Regions from separate parts of the Sus scrofa genome. Here region 1 is linked to region 2. A link is a contact called in public promoter capture Hi-C data. All regions are on one chromosome and are shown on one strand. The core of a region is the stretch at or near the end of the contact, and the rest is flanking DNA. Distances in the headings are between cores, read along the strand shown. Region 1 holds the start of GOT1L1 (putative aspartate aminotransferase, cytoplasmic 2). Region 2 holds the start of PLPBP (proline synthase co-transcribed bacterial homolog protein).

Region 1 (4,942 bases), core at 1,257-3,756, 140 kb before region 2:
TCAGCTGGTACAGCAGCTATGGAGAACAGTACGGAGGTACCTTAGAAATCTATACGTAGAACTACAAGTATGACCCATCCACCTGGATATATCAGAAAATTCTTAAAAAGAACATGCACCAATGTATTGCAGATATTCAAATACAAGACATGGAAACAACCAAATGTCCATTGGCAGATGATTGGATTAGGAAGAAGTGGTATATATACACAATGGAATACCACTCAGCCATGAAAAAGAACGACATAATGCCATTTGCAGCAACATGGATGGAACTAGAGACTCATACTGAGTGAAGAAAGAGAGAAACAAAAAACCGTATGATATCACTTACAACTGGAATCTAATATACAGCACAAATGAACCTTTCACAGAAAAGAAAATCATGGACTTGGAGAATAGATTTGTGGCTCCTGGGGGGAGAGGGAGGGAGTGAGAGGGATCAGGAGCTTGGGGTCAACGGATGCAAACTATTGCTCTTGGAATGGATTTACAATGAGATCCTGCTGTGTAGCATTGAGAACTATGTCTAGATACTTATATTGCAAGACGACAATAGGAGGAAAAATTACGTATACATATATGTGTAACTTGGTCCCCATGCTGTACAGTGGGAAAAAATAAAAAAGGATCCAGCATTGCCATGAGCTGTAGTGTAGGTCACAGATGCGGCTCAGATCTGGCATTGCTGTGGCTGTGGTGTAGGCTGGCAGCTGTAGCTCCGATTCAACTCCTAGCTTGGGAACCTCCATATGTCGTGGGTAGAGCCCTAAAAAGACAAAAGACAAAAAAAGAAAAAAGAAAAAATAAAAGAATAAGAAAAGAAAATCTTGTTCTTTGATTTATTTTACTGTTTTGATTGCAATCATGTTTACAAATTCTGATAATCATAAAACTTTCTCAAACTTATTGTCTGAAAGCCTCATAAAATTAACCTATTTACCTTTTTATGCAATTTATGCAATTTTAATAGGTCTTTCTGTACCAGGGGTGTGTATTATTATGAAAGTAAAGCCTCACAAAGTGCAATAAATTCTCTTCCATACCTTAAAAAAAAAAAAAAAAAAAAAAAGGCAAGCAAAATGCAAGACTGATCATCCAGAGGCCAGCTCTTTCTGCCCTTGATCTTGGCCTTCCGAACTCGCTGCTCAGCTACCGCTGAAACAGTTAACAAGTGTAGAAGTCGGTTCTAGATAACTGAAGGAAACAGGACTGGCTTACAAGTTGAAAATCACAGTTTCTGAATATAGGACTATTTTTTTTTTCTTTCTTTCTCTTCTGTTTTGATCACTTAGTGGCATATGGAGTTCCAGGGCCAGGGATCAGATCCAAGCTGCAGCTACAAACTGTGATCTATGAGGCAGCTGCGGCAACACCAGATCCTTTAACCCACTGCACCAGGCTGAGGATCGAAGAGATCCTGGTGCAACAGAGATGCTGCCAATCCCATTGCACCACATTGGGAATTCCTGAACATAGGACTCTCTATGAAAATAATTACGGAAGAAAACAATGTTTTCTATTCCTTTAAAATTCTGGAGGAGTTCCCGTTGTGGCTCAGTGGTAATGAACCCGATTAGTATCCATGAGGACTTTGGTTCGATCCCTGGCCCTGCTCAGTGGGTTAAGGATCTGGTGTTGCTGTGAGCTGTGGTGTAGGCTAGCAGCTGCAGATCTGACTTGACCCCTGGCCTGGGAACTTCCCTATGTGGTGATTGCGGCCCTAAGAAAAAAGACAAAAAAAATAAATAAATAAATAAAAAAAAGAATCTGGAGCCCTGAGCAAAATGAAAGTAGAATTTTTTTTTTTTTTTTTTTTTGTCTTTTTGCCATTTCTTGGGCCACTCCCGCGGCATATGGAGGTTCCCAGGCTAGGGGTCGAATCGGAGTTGTAGCTGCCAGCCTACGTCAGAGCCACAGCAACGCAAGATCTGAGCCACGTCTGCGACTTACACCATAGCTCACAGCAACGCTGGATCCTTAACCCACTGAGCAAGGGCAGGGATCGAACCCGTAATCTCATGGTTCCTAGTCGGATTCGTTAACCACTGTGCCACAACGGGAACTCCTAGAATCTTTTTAAATGTATCCCTCAGCTCACTACTTCTGGGTCTACTGAGGTTTTCACATCCGCAGGAGAAACCCCTCCAAGTTCGCTGGCAGCCTGCCTTATTCTGTCTTCTAAGGGGCTGGCTTGTGATTTGGGTTCAGGTGATTAGAGCAGGTAGTGAGTTGGGGAGAAGTACCTGGGAATTCCAGGTCCTCCTTATGCCCTCCCCACCCGCCCTCTCTCAGGGGATTCTCCCTGGGTCCCTTGGAATATTCCCAAAGCCCTCCACTGAATGGCGGAGTTCTGTTGCTCTGGTGACCAGTTGTCTGGAGCCTCTGCCTTGGAAGCCAAGATTCTGGGAAGAGGCAGGCTTGTCTGGCCCAGACCTGGAAGAAGGTTGCCAGGCAGAAGCCTTCAGGAGAGCATAGGAGTGGAAACTTGGTCTTGTCTGCGGTAATGCCCAGCCTTTCCGTGTTCGTAGATGTGCCACTGGCCCAGAAACTAGAAGGCAGCTTGCTGAAAACCTACAAACAAGACAATTACCCTAACAAGATGTTCCTGGCCTATAAAGGTAGAGGTGTAGTAGTTTTTGGTGGCGTGAGGTGTAGTACACGACAATCGCCGCTAGAGGCGCACTGTGACACTGCAGCGGAGGAATCCGGGCATAGCCCAAGGCTCCCGGGGCAACGCGGTCCGTTCCTGGTAATAGGATTGCCCAGTGGGGAAAAGAGCAGCAAATGTCCCCAGGCATTCTGTGTTCTCTGCCCTTCTCCGGGGGCTTCCAGGAATGTGGTAAGAGCTGTATCCTTTCTCCCAGCTCTATGCTTGCAGCCTGCGTAGTTGTTGCACTTTCTTCAATCTCTTCTTTCTACCTGCCTCCCTCGTCTGTTCTTGAACCAAGAAAGTTTCCTAGAATGGAGTTCCCGTCCTGGCTCAGTAGTTAACGAATCCGACCAGAAACCATGAGGTTGCTGGTTCGATCCCTGGCCTCGCTCAGCGATTAAGGATCCGGCCTTGCCGTGACCTGTGGTGTAGGTCACAGCAGCGGCGCAGATCTCATGTTGCTGTGGCTGCGGCGTAGGCCGGCAGGTACGGCTCCGATTAGACCCCTAGCCTGGGAACCTCCATATGCCGCAGGTGCAGCACTAGAAAAGACAGGAAAAAAAAAAAAAAAAAAAGAAAAGAAAAAGTTTTCTATAATGGACTGTTCTGGGGGTGCAGCCAGGCCTTGCCCCTGTGAAAGTCAGTGTTACCTTGGTTTAGTCACATGTATCTGTAACTCCCATGTTATCTATCATTTTTGCTGTTTAAAATTGCGTCAGTTTCTGTGGTCCTTTTAAAAAAGATGACAATTGGAGTTCCCTGGCAGCCCAGTGCTTAAAGATTCAGCGTTGTCACTGCTGTGACTTGGGTTTGATCCCTGGCACGGGAATTTCCTCATGTCTTGGGAGTGGCCCAAAAAAAATAAAAATAAAAAAGGTGAAAATTAGACACATTCACTAACAACACATTGTTTTTTATAAAGAGGGAAAAAGAAAAGGAAAGCTGTCTTTTCCTAGGCAACTCTCTAAAGCCCTAAGAAAGCCAGGACAGATCTGTGGGCTGAATGCAGAGTCCACACTTGGAGGCGCCAAGGCTGGGCATCTGAGCCCCTCCCTGTGGTTCCTCTCACAGTCTGCATGACCAGCGAAGGCCAACCCTGGGTGTCCTCTGTGGTGAGCAAGATCCGTCTACAGATCGCCCAGGATCCCTCCCTGGACTATGAGTACACGCCGGTGATGGGCATGGAATCATTCATCCAGGCCTCCTTGAAACTCCTCTTTGGAAAACACAGCCAAGTCATTGTGGAGAATAGGGTGAGAGGCAAGGCCCTTCCCTTACTCACCAAGGCACAAGGAGTGGAGATTGGGAAATACACAATCTTAAACCTGATGGAGGAGTTCTCTGGTGGCCTAGCAGTTAAGAATCTGGTGTTGAGGAGCTCCTGTTGTGGTTCAGTGGATTAAGAACCCGACTAGTATCCATGAGGATGTGGGTTCGATCCCTGGCCTTGCTCAGAGGGTTAAGGATCTTGTGTTGCTCTGAGCCACTGCATAGGCCACAGATGTGGCTCAGATCTGGCATTGCTGTGGTTGTGGTACAGGCCAGCAGCTGTAGCTCCAATTCAACCCCTAGCCTGGGAGTCTCCATATGCTGCAGGTGTGACCATAAAAAGGGGGAAAAAAAAAAAAAAGAATCTGGTGTTGTCACTGTTGTGGCATGTGTTTGAATCCATGCTGTGGGCATAGCCAGAACGAAAACAAAAGCCACCTGAAAGAGACTTTGGAGGCCCCCCCCCACCCCCGAGTCTCAGAGAGTCCCAAGTTTAGTCATTGAAGTGCAGAGCCAGGATTAGAACCCAAAGCCAGGACTCTCCAGTCCATTTCCCACTGCTGACATGCAAACTCTTTCAAGAAGGGGCTGAATCTGAAGTGGTGCTCGTATCACCATCACTCTTTTTGCCTTTTCTTGAGCCACTCCTGAGGCATATGGAGGTTCCCAGGCTAGGGGTCTAATTGGAGCTGTAGCCACCAGCCTACGCCAGGGCCACAGCAATGCAGGATCCGAGCCACGTCTGCAACCTACACCACAGCTCATGGCAACGCCAGATCCTTAACCCACTGAGCGAGGCCAGGGATCAAACCTTCAACCTCATGGTTCCTAGTCGGATTCGTTAACCACTGTGCCATGGTGGGAACTCCTCACCATCACTCTATGAGGTTGCAGGCTCCATCCCTGGCCTGGCTCAGTGGATTAAGGATCTTGCGTTGCTGTGAGCTGTGGTGTAAGTCACAGCTGTGGCTTGGATCCTGCGTTGCTGTGGCTATGGTGTAGGCCAGCAGCTATAGCTCT
Region 2 (4,887 bases), core at 1,278-3,777:
TTGGCATTGTGTAAGATCCACTATTCTTTTTCCTTTTCTTTAATGACTGTATCTGTGGCATATGGAAGTTCCCGCACTAGGGGTCGAATCAGAGCTGCAGCTGCCGGCCTACACCACAGCCGCGGCAATGCCAGATCCGAGCTGCATCCATGACCTACATCACAACTGGCAGCAACATCAGATCCTTAACCCACTGAGCAAGGCCAGGAATCAATCTGCATCCTCAGGGAGACTACTTCAGGTTCTTAACCCGCTAAGCCACAATGGGCACTAGGGGATCTATTTTCTAACACTGCGGGAAGATGAGTAGCAAATGATGTTGACGAAAAGTCTTCTGTATGCTTGTATTGAAATCTAATGTGCTTAGCTACTGAATATTAAGCAAAAGACTTCTCTCTCAGGAGAGCTGGGCAGGTAAGTAAAAGCAGTGGTTCCTTAAAGTGTGGTCTTTGACCAATGGCATCAGTTAACACCTGGGTCCCCCTCCAGATCTGCTGAATCTGAATCTCAGGGTGTAGTCTTTGAATCTCCTTTCAAACAAACTCCTTTCAAACAAACTTTATCAGACAATACTCTTGCATACCAAGGTGGGTGGTTTAAGAAGCACTTCATTAAGGGAAGGCATCTCTGTTAGGAAGGGAGGCCACTTTTGGCTTCTGAAACCCCAAGATGAACATCTGGCTAACCCCAAGGTTAATTACACTCTGGTCCTGGGGTAATTATTAATATTGCCCACGTGCACTCTCAAAAGCGACGCCCTTAGGGTTACTGTAGTTTTTTTCCTTCCTTTTTTGGCTGCCCCATGGCATATGGAGTTCCCAGGCCAGGGATCAGATCTTAGCTGCTGCTGATCCCTAACTCACTGTGCTGGGTCAGGGATTGAACTTTTGTCGCAATGCTCCAGAGATGCCATTGATCTTGCTGTGTTACAGTGTAATTGTTCAGTCTAATCAAGAACCAGGGGCCAAACTGATGCAAAGACACAGAAGACTCTGGACTCAGGATAAGGTTTATCCGACCCCCTTCTCACGGCCATTATGTAAAGAGCGGGGCTTCCCTGAATTCTGCTGCAACCAAATCCACACAGAGAAGAGATTCATCTGTCCTCACATGGCTTCATTTTCATTACCCCATCACCCTCCGGAACTTTTACAGAATCAATGTTCTCAAAGGGTCTGAAGAGTAAGATCAATTAACAGAGTTTCCCCTTCCTTCTGAGGGCTGCACTGCTGACTTTTTATGAGACTGTGTCATGTTTCCTAGAATTATGAGGTAACAGTCTTTAGGGAAAAAAAGTGGAACAGGTAGCCCATCTGCGTAAGTTATGTTGGGAGAACTCCCCAGGGCGATATTTCTTAGGGGAATCTCTAGCTTAGCTTTTTCTTGGAGGATCATTAATGCCGGAAGGAGGAAATTCAGGGCTAGAGTAACTAACTGACTTGTTTAAAATAATACCTAATTAACAGCCCAGAAAAAGCTATACTAATACAGGTCTTCTGTCTCCAGGCCAGCTGAGCTCTGACACTAAATGCTTAATCAGAGAAAACTTTGATCTCTCTATTCAAATATGTCTCACACCACACCTTTCAGCTTAAACTTGCACTGAGGAGGGGCAGATGGTAACCTTTAAGTAAGTTCCAAGATACCAACTATATATAAGGGGGAAAAAAATCTCATCTTAAACTGCTTGGGAATGGATGTCTAGTTCCCTCCTGCCCCAAACGCACAAGTGCAGCTCTAGTGTCACCCAAGTACGGCCAATCCACCCTTTCCTTCGTTTTCGGGTGGAACTGACATTTACTGTGCATCTACTATCTGGGACGCTGCCACACACGTGATCTCGGCAGATCTGGCCTCCTTTGGGTACTCCTGCAGTGGACATCCCCTTCTGCAGCCTCTGGGTGCAGGCCTGATCCCTCTCCCCTCTGCCAAGGCGGCTGATCCCGACACAAAGCCAGATGGGTAAATGGTCGCGATGCCTGGAGATCAGTCATTTTCCCGGGGTAGCGATACCTTTTGCTCCAACTAAGCCAACCTCCAGAAAACCTGACAGATGCTGAGGAATCCTTTTACCAGCCTCCTGGGGTCTCGGCAACCCGTGCCAAAGCCAAGGCGGCGGCCAGCTCTCGCTCCTGCGGGGAGACCCCTCTGCGTCACCGTGACGACCCATTCCCACGCAGGCGTCTCATCTCCTCCAAGCGGCCGCCCACCGTCCCCACGAGGTCCCTTTTCTTACCCGCGGCCGTCGCGCCACCGCCTGCTGCACGCGCTCATTCACTGCCCGCAGAGCGAAACCGATTCCCAGCTCCGCCGACATGCTGCCAGCCTTCCACATTCCACAGAACCGACTTCCAGCCCCGTACCCGGGCACCCGAGGCTAAATCCCCTTCCGGTCCCGCCCAGCTCACGTCTCCGTGTTGCCCGTCTTCGTCTCAGCCAATCGTCAGTATGGGGAGGGGCGGGAGGGGCGGCCCCGCCCTAGGTGTGCCATCTTGGGGAGGTCGCCGCGAGGCGGGGCGGGGCACTCGGGTGCGGAGGGGCTGTGACGTACTTCCGGGGTTGCCGGAGGGCGGGGCTTTCCACCTAGCCGTAGCCCGCAGACGCAGTTGAGGGACAGAAGGGGGCAGGAGAGGTCCCTTAGGTCCTCTTCCCAGTTGTGGGAGATAACGGCTTTTATCTCAGATGATTTTGGGGAGAGGAGAAGGCATAGAAAAAGAGTTCCCTCCTGGCTCAGCGGGTTAATGATCCCGCTTTGTCATTGCTGTGGCTCCGGTTACAGCTGTGGCCAAGTTTGGTGCCTGGCCAGTCACTTCTACAGGCCGCGGGTGTGGCCAAAAATAAATATTTAAAAATATATAAAAGAAAATTGTTTCTGAAGAACATGGTAGGATCCCAATGTACCGAATTATTTTCCTCTGGTTATCCTTTAGATCAGTGCCCAATAGAAATATGATGTGATCCGAACATGTAATTTAAAATTTTCTAGGAGTTCCCATCGTGGTGCAGTGGAAACGAATCCGACTGGGAACCATGAGGTTTCGGTTCGATCCCTGGCCTCGCTCAGTGGGTTAAGGATCTGGTGTTGCCTTGAGCTGTGGTGTAGGTCCCAGACACGGCTTGGATCTGGTGTTGCCGTGGTGTAAGCCAGCAGCAACAGCTCGGATTAGATCCCCCAGCGTGGGAACCTCCGCATGCCAGTGGGTGCGGCCCTAAAAGGACAAAAAACAAAAATAAATAAAATTTTCTAATAGGCACAGAAAGTTAAGAAAAATTAATGAATACTTTTTTTTTTTTTTTTTTTTTGTCTTTTTGCTATTTCTTTGGGCCGCTCCCGCGGCATATGGAGGTTCCCAGGCTAGGGGTCTAATCGGAGCTGTAGCCGCTGGCCTACACCAGAGCCACAGCAACGCAGGATCCGAGCCGCGTCTGCAACCTACACCACAGCTCACGGCAACGGCGGATCGTTAACCCACTGAGCAAGGGCAGGGACCGAACCCGCAACCTCATGGTTCCTAGTCGGATTCGTTAACCACTGCGCCACGATGGGAACTCCCTGAATACATTTTCTATAGCCCAATATACCCAAAGTAAAGTTTAAACATAACCAATAGAAAAAGTTAATGAGATAGTTGAGGTTTGTTGTCTTTTTGTCTTTATAGGGCTGCACTGGTGGCATATGGAGGTTCCCAGGCTAGGAGTCTAATCTGACCTGTAGCTGCCAGCCTATGCCAGAGCCACAGCAACGCCAGATCCAAGCTGCATCTGCAAACTACACCACAGCTCATGGCAACGCCTGATCCTTAACCCACGGAGCGAGGCCAATGATCTAACCCATAATCTCATGGTTCCCAGTCGGATTCCTTTCCGCTTTGCCACTATGGGAACTCCAGTTGAGGTGGTTTTTGTTGGTTTGTTTTGTTTTGTTTGGCTTTTTAGGGCTGCACCGGTGGCATATGGAAGTTCCCAGGCTAGGGCTCTAATGGGAGCTACAGCTGCCAGCCACAGCCACAGCCACAGCCACAGCCAAGCAGGATCTGAGCTGAGTCTGTGACCTACACCACTGCTCACGGCAACGCAGGATCCCTGACCCATTGAGGGAGGCCAGGGATTGAATCTGTATCTTCATGGATGCTAGTCGGATTCGTTACCACTGAGCCACAACAGGAACTCCATATTTGAGTTTTTAAAAATTGTAACCCAGTGTGTAGTTTGGACTTTTCCTCATTTGGGACTGGCGGCATTGCAGCTGGTCAGTACCCCACCTGGTGGCAAGTGCTGCTTTCTAGGAGGCCAGCACAGGCAGCTTTAGTCCAGCCTGAGCTTGGCACAGAGCCCAATTCTTGAGTTTCCTGTGTAACCTGCTCTGGGCAATATGAAAATCACAAATGGGAGGAGCCAAACAATACAAAGGTTAACATAGTAAAACCCGAGGTTTAATAGTCAGATGGTGAAATGGTAGGTGCTGTGGACAAGTAGAGATTGATTTTGTTAAGGAAAGTACTCTTGTCTGTACTGTTGGTTCTCACACAGTAATTCTACTTAATGAATGAGATGCTCTTATGGTGGGAAAAGAGCTAAAGTTTTTTCTCGAGGTTGTCTTTTCTTTCTTCCTTTCTTTTCTTCCTCTCTCCCTCCTTCCCTTCCTTCCTTGGGATATGGAAGTTCCCAGGCTAGGGGTTGAATCAGGAATCAGAGCTGCAGCTTCAGGCCTACACCACACCCACAGTAATGCCAGGTCCAAGCCACATCTGCACGTCTGTGACCTACACCACAGCTCACAGCTACACTGGATCCTTTTTTTTTTTTTTTTTTTTTTTTGTCTTTTCTAGAGCCGCATTCGTGGCATTTGGAGGTTCCCAGGCTAGGGGTCTAATCGGAGCTGTAGCT

The links. Promoter capture Hi-C pulls out the DNA fragments that hold promoters and counts their contacts.
Region 1: a promoter capture Hi-C map of skeletal muscle shows a contact between it and region 2, with 5 times the contacts expected there. The contact joins the promoter of GOT1L1 here to the promoter of PLPBP in region 2. A contact is called at or near these places in 2 of 5 promoter capture datasets (liver and skeletal muscle), 12 of 47 Hi-C or Micro-C datasets (adipose tissue, alveolar macrophages, blood and 8 more) and 1 of 2 datasets of contacts at active chromatin or transcription factors (alveolar macrophages).

What each region holds. Positions count from the first base shown.
Region 1 is chr15:48,497,650-48,502,591 of Sscrofa11.1, forward strand. GOT1L1 (putative aspartate aminotransferase, cytoplasmic 2) reads left to right here and starts at 2,507. Exons shown (of 9, transcript XM_021076150.1): 1 at 2,507-2,621; 2 at 3,725-3,906. The coding sequence starts at 2,507.
Region 2 is chr15:48,634,057-48,638,943 of Sscrofa11.1, forward strand. PLPBP (proline synthase co-transcribed bacterial homolog protein) reads right to left here and starts at 2,528. Exons shown (of 8, transcript XM_003133369.4): 1 at 2,237-2,528. The coding sequence starts at 2,335.